Regions from separate parts of the Pan troglodytes genome. Here region 2 is linked to region 1. A link is a contact called in public HiChIP or PLAC-seq data. All regions are on one chromosome and are shown on one strand. The core of a region is the stretch at or near the end of the contact, and the rest is flanking DNA. Distances in the headings are between cores, read along the strand shown. Region 1 holds the start of SF3B3 (splicing factor 3b subunit 3). Region 2 holds the start of DDX19A (DEAD-box helicase 19A).

The links. HiChIP or PLAC-seq counts read pairs in DNA pulled down with a chosen protein or histone mark.
Region 2: an H3K4me3 HiChIP or PLAC-seq map of stem cell-derived excitatory neurons shows a contact between it and region 1, with 3 times the contacts expected there. The contact joins the promoter of DDX19A here to the promoter of SF3B3 in region 1. A contact is called at or near these places in 1 of 7 Hi-C or Micro-C datasets (induced pluripotent stem cells) and 1 of 1 datasets of contacts at active chromatin or transcription factors (stem cell-derived excitatory neurons).

The regions. Positions count from the first base shown.
Region 1 is chr18:72,157,822-72,160,677 of NHGRI_mPanTro3-v2.0_pri, forward strand. It overlaps SF3B3 (splicing factor 3b subunit 3), which reads right to left and starts at 1,252. Exons shown (of 26, transcript XM_511081.7): 1 at 1,101-1,252. It overlaps COG4 (component of oligomeric golgi complex 4), which reads left to right and starts at 1,449. Exons shown (of 19, transcript XM_016930110.2): 1 at 1,449-1,652. The coding sequence starts at 1,482.
Region 2 is chr18:72,337,118-72,339,968 of NHGRI_mPanTro3-v2.0_pri, forward strand. It overlaps DDX19A (DEAD-box helicase 19A), which reads right to left and starts at 1,584. Exons shown (of 12, transcript XM_024349921.3): 1 at 1,386-1,584. The coding sequence starts at 1,442. LOC104002664 (a long non-coding RNA gene) reads left to right here and starts at 1,649. Exons shown (of 3, transcript XR_001710411.4): 1 at 1,649-2,235.

The DNA of each region.
Region 1 (2,856 bases), core at 2-2,501:
AAACAAAAAATATATACCAGATAAATGTGGTAAGCTTTAAAACTTCCCCCACGTCTGGGCCGGGCGCGGTGTCTCACACCTGTAATCCCAACACTTTGGGAGGCCAAGGCAGGTGGATCAAGGTCAGGAGATCGAGACCATCCTGGCTAACACCGTGAAACCCCGTCTCTACTAAAAATACAAAAAATTAGCTGGGCGCGGTGGCGGGCGCCTGTAGTTCCAGCTACTCGGGAGGCTGAGGCAGGAGAATGGCGTGAACCCGGAAAGCGGAGCTTGCAGTGAGCAGAGATCGCGCCACTGCACTCCAGCCTGGGCGACAAAGCGAGACACCGTCTCAAAAAAAGAAAAATTAGCCGGGCGTGGTGGCACGCGCCCGTAATCCCAGCTAGTCTACTCGGGAGGCTGAGGTAAGAGAATCGGTGGAACCCGGGAGGCAGAGATGCAGTGAGCCGAGATCGCGCCACTGCTCTCCAGTCTGGGCGACAGACTGTGACTCCATCACAAAAACAAAACAAAACAAAAAAAATTTCCCCCACGTCTGTTTACCATTATTACAAAAAGCTTGTATGATTGCTCACTGCATCTTCTCCATCCTCCAAGGAAACATCATCGCATTTAAACTCTGTCCTCCATTACGCAAACGAGAAAATAGAGGTTCAGAGGAGGAGACAAGTTGCCCAACTACCAAAATACAAATTCAAACCAGAGTCTTGGCTCTAAAGACTGTTTCCGTTATTTACGCTTTTAACACGCTCCATCTTTCTATCTTCCCATCGGTGTACCATTTACTCTACCCAGAGGGAGACATCCATCCCTCCCGCTGCTTGTCACACCTCCCCCGTCTCAGAGTCCCCAGAAGTTAAAAGCAATCTCCACGAGCCCTATTTTGAGATAGAATACGTTCCCACACTGTGGATGGAAGCGAGAGATAACTGCAGGAAGCCGTTTTGGCGCCTCAACCATCCCTCGGTACCTCCTCCTGGTCCCCAGCCTCTCGGGCCTAGACTGCCCGTGACCCCCGCCAAAGTCTAGGGTCCCCCTTCCATATGGCCGCTCTCCGCCTCCCCGGGCCCGGGGAAGTCTCCAGGCTGTTTTTTTACCCTGCAGCGAGAAGGATGGTGTGGATATCCAACGGATGCTACCTCCCTTCAAAACTTAAGCCACCACCAACTCCAACATACTGGCGTCCGCCATTAGACCTCAAGACAGGGACATTCTGGTGGCGCGCGGCGGAAAAAGGCACCCAATCCGCGCCTGAAGAATATATATAATTTTTAAAAAATGCTTCCGTCTTGCTTCCACACGGCATTACAAATTATTTAAACATGCTTTATTGCTTTGCTTTTTCCAGGAGAATAGAAAATTAATACGTTTTTAGAAGTAGACTTAAAAAAAAACCATTAGAGTTCATTGGGCACTTCTGTAGGCAGCCCCAAATAGGCGCCAACGAAGAGGGGGCCTCGCGGGACCGGAAGTGCCGAATGGGGACCAAGATGGCGGACCTTGATTCGCCTCCGAAGCTGTCAGGGGTGCAGCCGCCGTCTGAGGGGGTGGGAGGTGGCCGCTGCTCCGAAATCTCCGCTGAGCTCATTCGCTCCCTGACAGAGCTGCAGGAGCTGGAGGCTGTATACGAACGGCTCTGCGGCGAGGAGGTGCGGGGTCGAGCCTCCTCTTTTTCATGGAGGATCTAGGGAGAGTGGGAGCCTTCAGTCGGGAAATCCGGGCTGTGGGAAACTCTCCTTGCTGGGGGATACAAAAAAGCGGGGAAACAAAGAAGCGGAAGCTAGTCGGGTATATGAGTAGTCCTGTCAACTCTTTTCACGCTGTCGGACGCGCCGAGCTTGTCTTCCCTGATACCTGGGCGATCTGCAGCCTCTCCTCCCTAGACCCCCGTTGATTTCCCTGATCCATGATCACCAGTTTCTCCACGGGAGTAAAGTTAGTCTGAGAGTATTTGCCAAAGTGCTTGGTTCTCAAAATAATAAGCGCCCTTTTGCATTGGCTTAATTTACAAATTATGAAACGCTCTCATCCTGTTATTTAAGAGGGAAGCCTTTGCAGATTAACTTCTTGAAGCGTTTTAAGACTTCCTCTTGTGGGGAGTGATTTGGGGGTGTGATTTTAGCGTTTTGGTCAAATGCACATCTTTGTAGAGGTTTGAGCTTTTAAGACTCAGACACAATTCTCTAACCTTGGACAAGTCACTTCATCTCTGGTACCCTTGATATTTTATCAAATGAGAGGTGTGGACTATTCTCCAATTCCTTTCAGTTCATAACGTTCTATCTCCTGCCTCCTTTAATTTTCAGTGGCAACTCGATGCTGTCAATTCACTTTCGAATGTCAGTTGGGTTCCTTGCTAGTCAAAAGAGATCTAAGCTCTAAGCTTGTCAGCTGTTTCCCAGACCAAACTTCTAGCAAAGTTGAGCACAAAAGGCAGTTTCAGCCTGAGGGAGAGGTGATCGTTGATATCTTTGAGTATTTTCAAGTATAAACTTGCACTAACTCTAGCAGTTTCTGATACGTTTTTCAGCAAGATATGTGTGGTGTTTTTTGTTTTGTTTTGTTATTTTTAGAAACAGGGCCGCTCTCTGTTGCGCAGGCTGGAGTGCTGTTGTGCTGCAATCAGAATCGATGAAACCAGAGGCGCACACCACCGTGCCTGGCTAGTTTAGTGTGGGGGGCTTTTTTTGTCTGGCCTCAGCAAGATGTGTTTTAAAATTTAGTATCTTGCGGGGCGCGGTGGCTCACGCCTGCCATCCCAGCACTTTGGGAGGCCAAGACGGGAGGATCACCTGAGTCAGGAGTTCGAGACCAGCATGACCAAAATGGTGAAAACCATCACTACTAAAAATA
Region 2 (2,851 bases), core at 334-2,833, 180 kb after region 1:
GGCTGGTATCAAACTCTTGACCTCGAGTGATCTGCCCGCCTCGGCCTCCCAAAGTGCTGGGATCACAGGTGGGTGCCATCATGCCCGGCTGCCTTCACCATTCTATCAAATCTGCCCTTCCTCCCACTTTCCTATTCCTGTTATTGGGACGTTAGTAATACCAATAGGATCCAGGTTGAAAACAGAAACCTTTGGCTTTATCTCCCTTCTCTCCTTTATTATGTTAGCAAGTCCTACCCATTCTACCTTCATATCTTATACCCATCCCTTAATTTTCACTTCTACTGCCCAACATAGGCCCTCTATCTCGGGGCTATCAGAATAACTTCTACACTGATATTTCTATTAGCCATCACTTCTAACATATTCTGTTCTCCATAGTTCAATAAATCCTTGCCAGCCTTGTCTAATTCTGTCAATAGCCCTCTCAAAAATCCCCATACCGGCTGGGCGCGGTGACCCACGGCTGTAATCCCAGCACTTTGGGAGGCCGAGGTGGGCGGATCACTTGAGGTCGGGAGTTCGAGACCAGCCTGACCAACATGGAGAAACCCCGTCTCTACAAAAAATACAAAATTAGCCGGGCGTGGTGGCGCATGCCTGTAATCCCAGCTACTCAGGAGGCTGAGGCAGGAGAATCGCTTGAACCCGGGAGGCTGAGGTTGCGGTGAGCCGAGATGGCGCCATTGCACTCCAGCCTGGGCAACAAGAGCAAAACTCTGCCTCAAAAGAGAAACAATTACAACAAAAAAAAAGACAGTCCATCATCACTAAACAAACCTAAAGTTTAGGTCTTAGATATAAGAACAGAAAGCCACAGTGTATGCTGTAATTACATTCCAGTTGAATGAATATTCATTACTGAAAGAACAAGTACATGAAACCGTTACTTTACACATCAATGAAACAATTTGTAGTGCCTCCTTCCAACATCTGCAGTAGATTGAGGTATTAAATCCAAAAGTGAATCTGTTATTCTGCAAAGAGCTACAAACTACCAACCACGTTAAGCATGGATCTAAGAAATGTTAAATACAGAGTAGTATAGAAACATGCGAAGAACGGTCGCGTAATGAAAAAGAGAATCAGAATCTAAACTTGGCTTTCCTTATAATCGTCACCGAGGAGGTCAATAGAGGAATGACAGCATGCATAGTGGGGCGGATTTACCAAAGGATGAAGTCCTTAACCAGCCCAGATGGAGATAAAAAGCTCGACATTGGTCTCTTTAGCTCTAAGAGCAAATCAAGGGCAAGTGACTGCCCCAGCAAACTCCAGGAGCGCGTTGCCCAGGGGCCTCCCCAACCCGGGGAGCTCCCTGTGCTTTTGGGAGGTTTCGCTTGGGCCCCTGCTACGTCCTCCTCGCCAGGAGCTGAGCTACTGACCGACTTGACAGCCGCTTCCTGCTCGTCCACCGCCAGGGCCCACGAGTCGGTGGCCATAGTCCCGGACAAGGGAGACCCACTTGTGAAAATATGCGCTGCACCACGTCTCAACGCCGGCCCTAACCTCGCCACCGGCGCGAGAATGCACCTCACGCGGACCGGAAGCGGCGGTGAGCACAGGTGACGTCAGTTCCCACCCGGCGTGCGACATCATCATTCTGCGCGGCGCCAGGTCTCTCCTCGGGCCTCGCCTTTCCCTTCGTGCGCAAACCTCGCGCTTTTTGCTCACCCTTCCAGGACGCGGCCTCCTCGCTTCTTAAAATGTCTGAGCTCTACGAAGTGGAACCGTTAGCCCTCCGTTTGTTGCCTTACTTCACACTGAAATAAGCCAACGTTTATTTTATTTTATTTATTTTATTATTTATTTTATTATTTTTTTTCGAGACGGAGTCTCGCTCTGTCCCAGGCTGGAGTGCCGTGGCGGGATCTCGACTCACTGCAACCTCCGCCTCCGTGTTCAAGCTATTCTACCTCAGCCTCCCGAGTAGCTGGGATTACAGGTGCCCGCCACCACGCCCGGCTAATTTTTGTATTTTTAGTAGAGATGGGGTTTCACCATGTTGGCCAGGCTGATCTCGAACTGCTGACCTTGTGATCCTCCCGCCTCAGCCTCCCAAAGTGCTGGGATTACAGGCGTGAGCCACCGCGCCCGGCCCCCAACGTTCCTTTTTAAGCCTGTCGTATCTCACATTAAATGTGTAAGTCTCTGAACTGTAGGGCTTTGAACAAAGGAAAGTTCCATGAGAATACTATATGATGCCAATTTCTACTGTTAGGAACGCGATAACAGGTAAGAAAACAAAAACCAAAACGCAACAGAAGACCCGTAAACCCCATAATTCCACCATCCAATAAACACAACACACAATGCGTTTTTTCGTTTCTTTTTGAGTCAGGGTCTCATTGTGTCGCCCAGGCTGGAATGCAGTGGTGTGATCTCGGCTCACTGCACCCTTGACCTCCCACCCCAGCCTCCCAGGTAGCTGGGCCCCCAGGCCCGCACCACCACTCCTGGCTAGTTTTTAAACTTTTTGCGGAGACGGGAGTCTTCATTATATTGCTCAGGCTGCTTTCGATCTCCTGCTAACTCCAGAGATCCTCCTGCCTTGGCCTCTCAAAGTGTTGGGATTACAGGCATGAGCCACCACACCTGGCCATTATGTTGAAGGACCACCAAATACATAATGTATAATCTATTTATATGAGATTCAAGAATAGGACAAATAAAATCTATGGTGATAAAAACTAACAGAGCTTACCTGTGGAGAAGGATGTTTGGTCCAGACACAAGAGAACTTCCTGGGTGATAGAATTATTCTGTATCTTGATTGGGACCTGGTTACATAGATGTGTAAATTTGTTAACTCATGCTACTTTGTATTTCTAAACTCATGGAACCATTATTT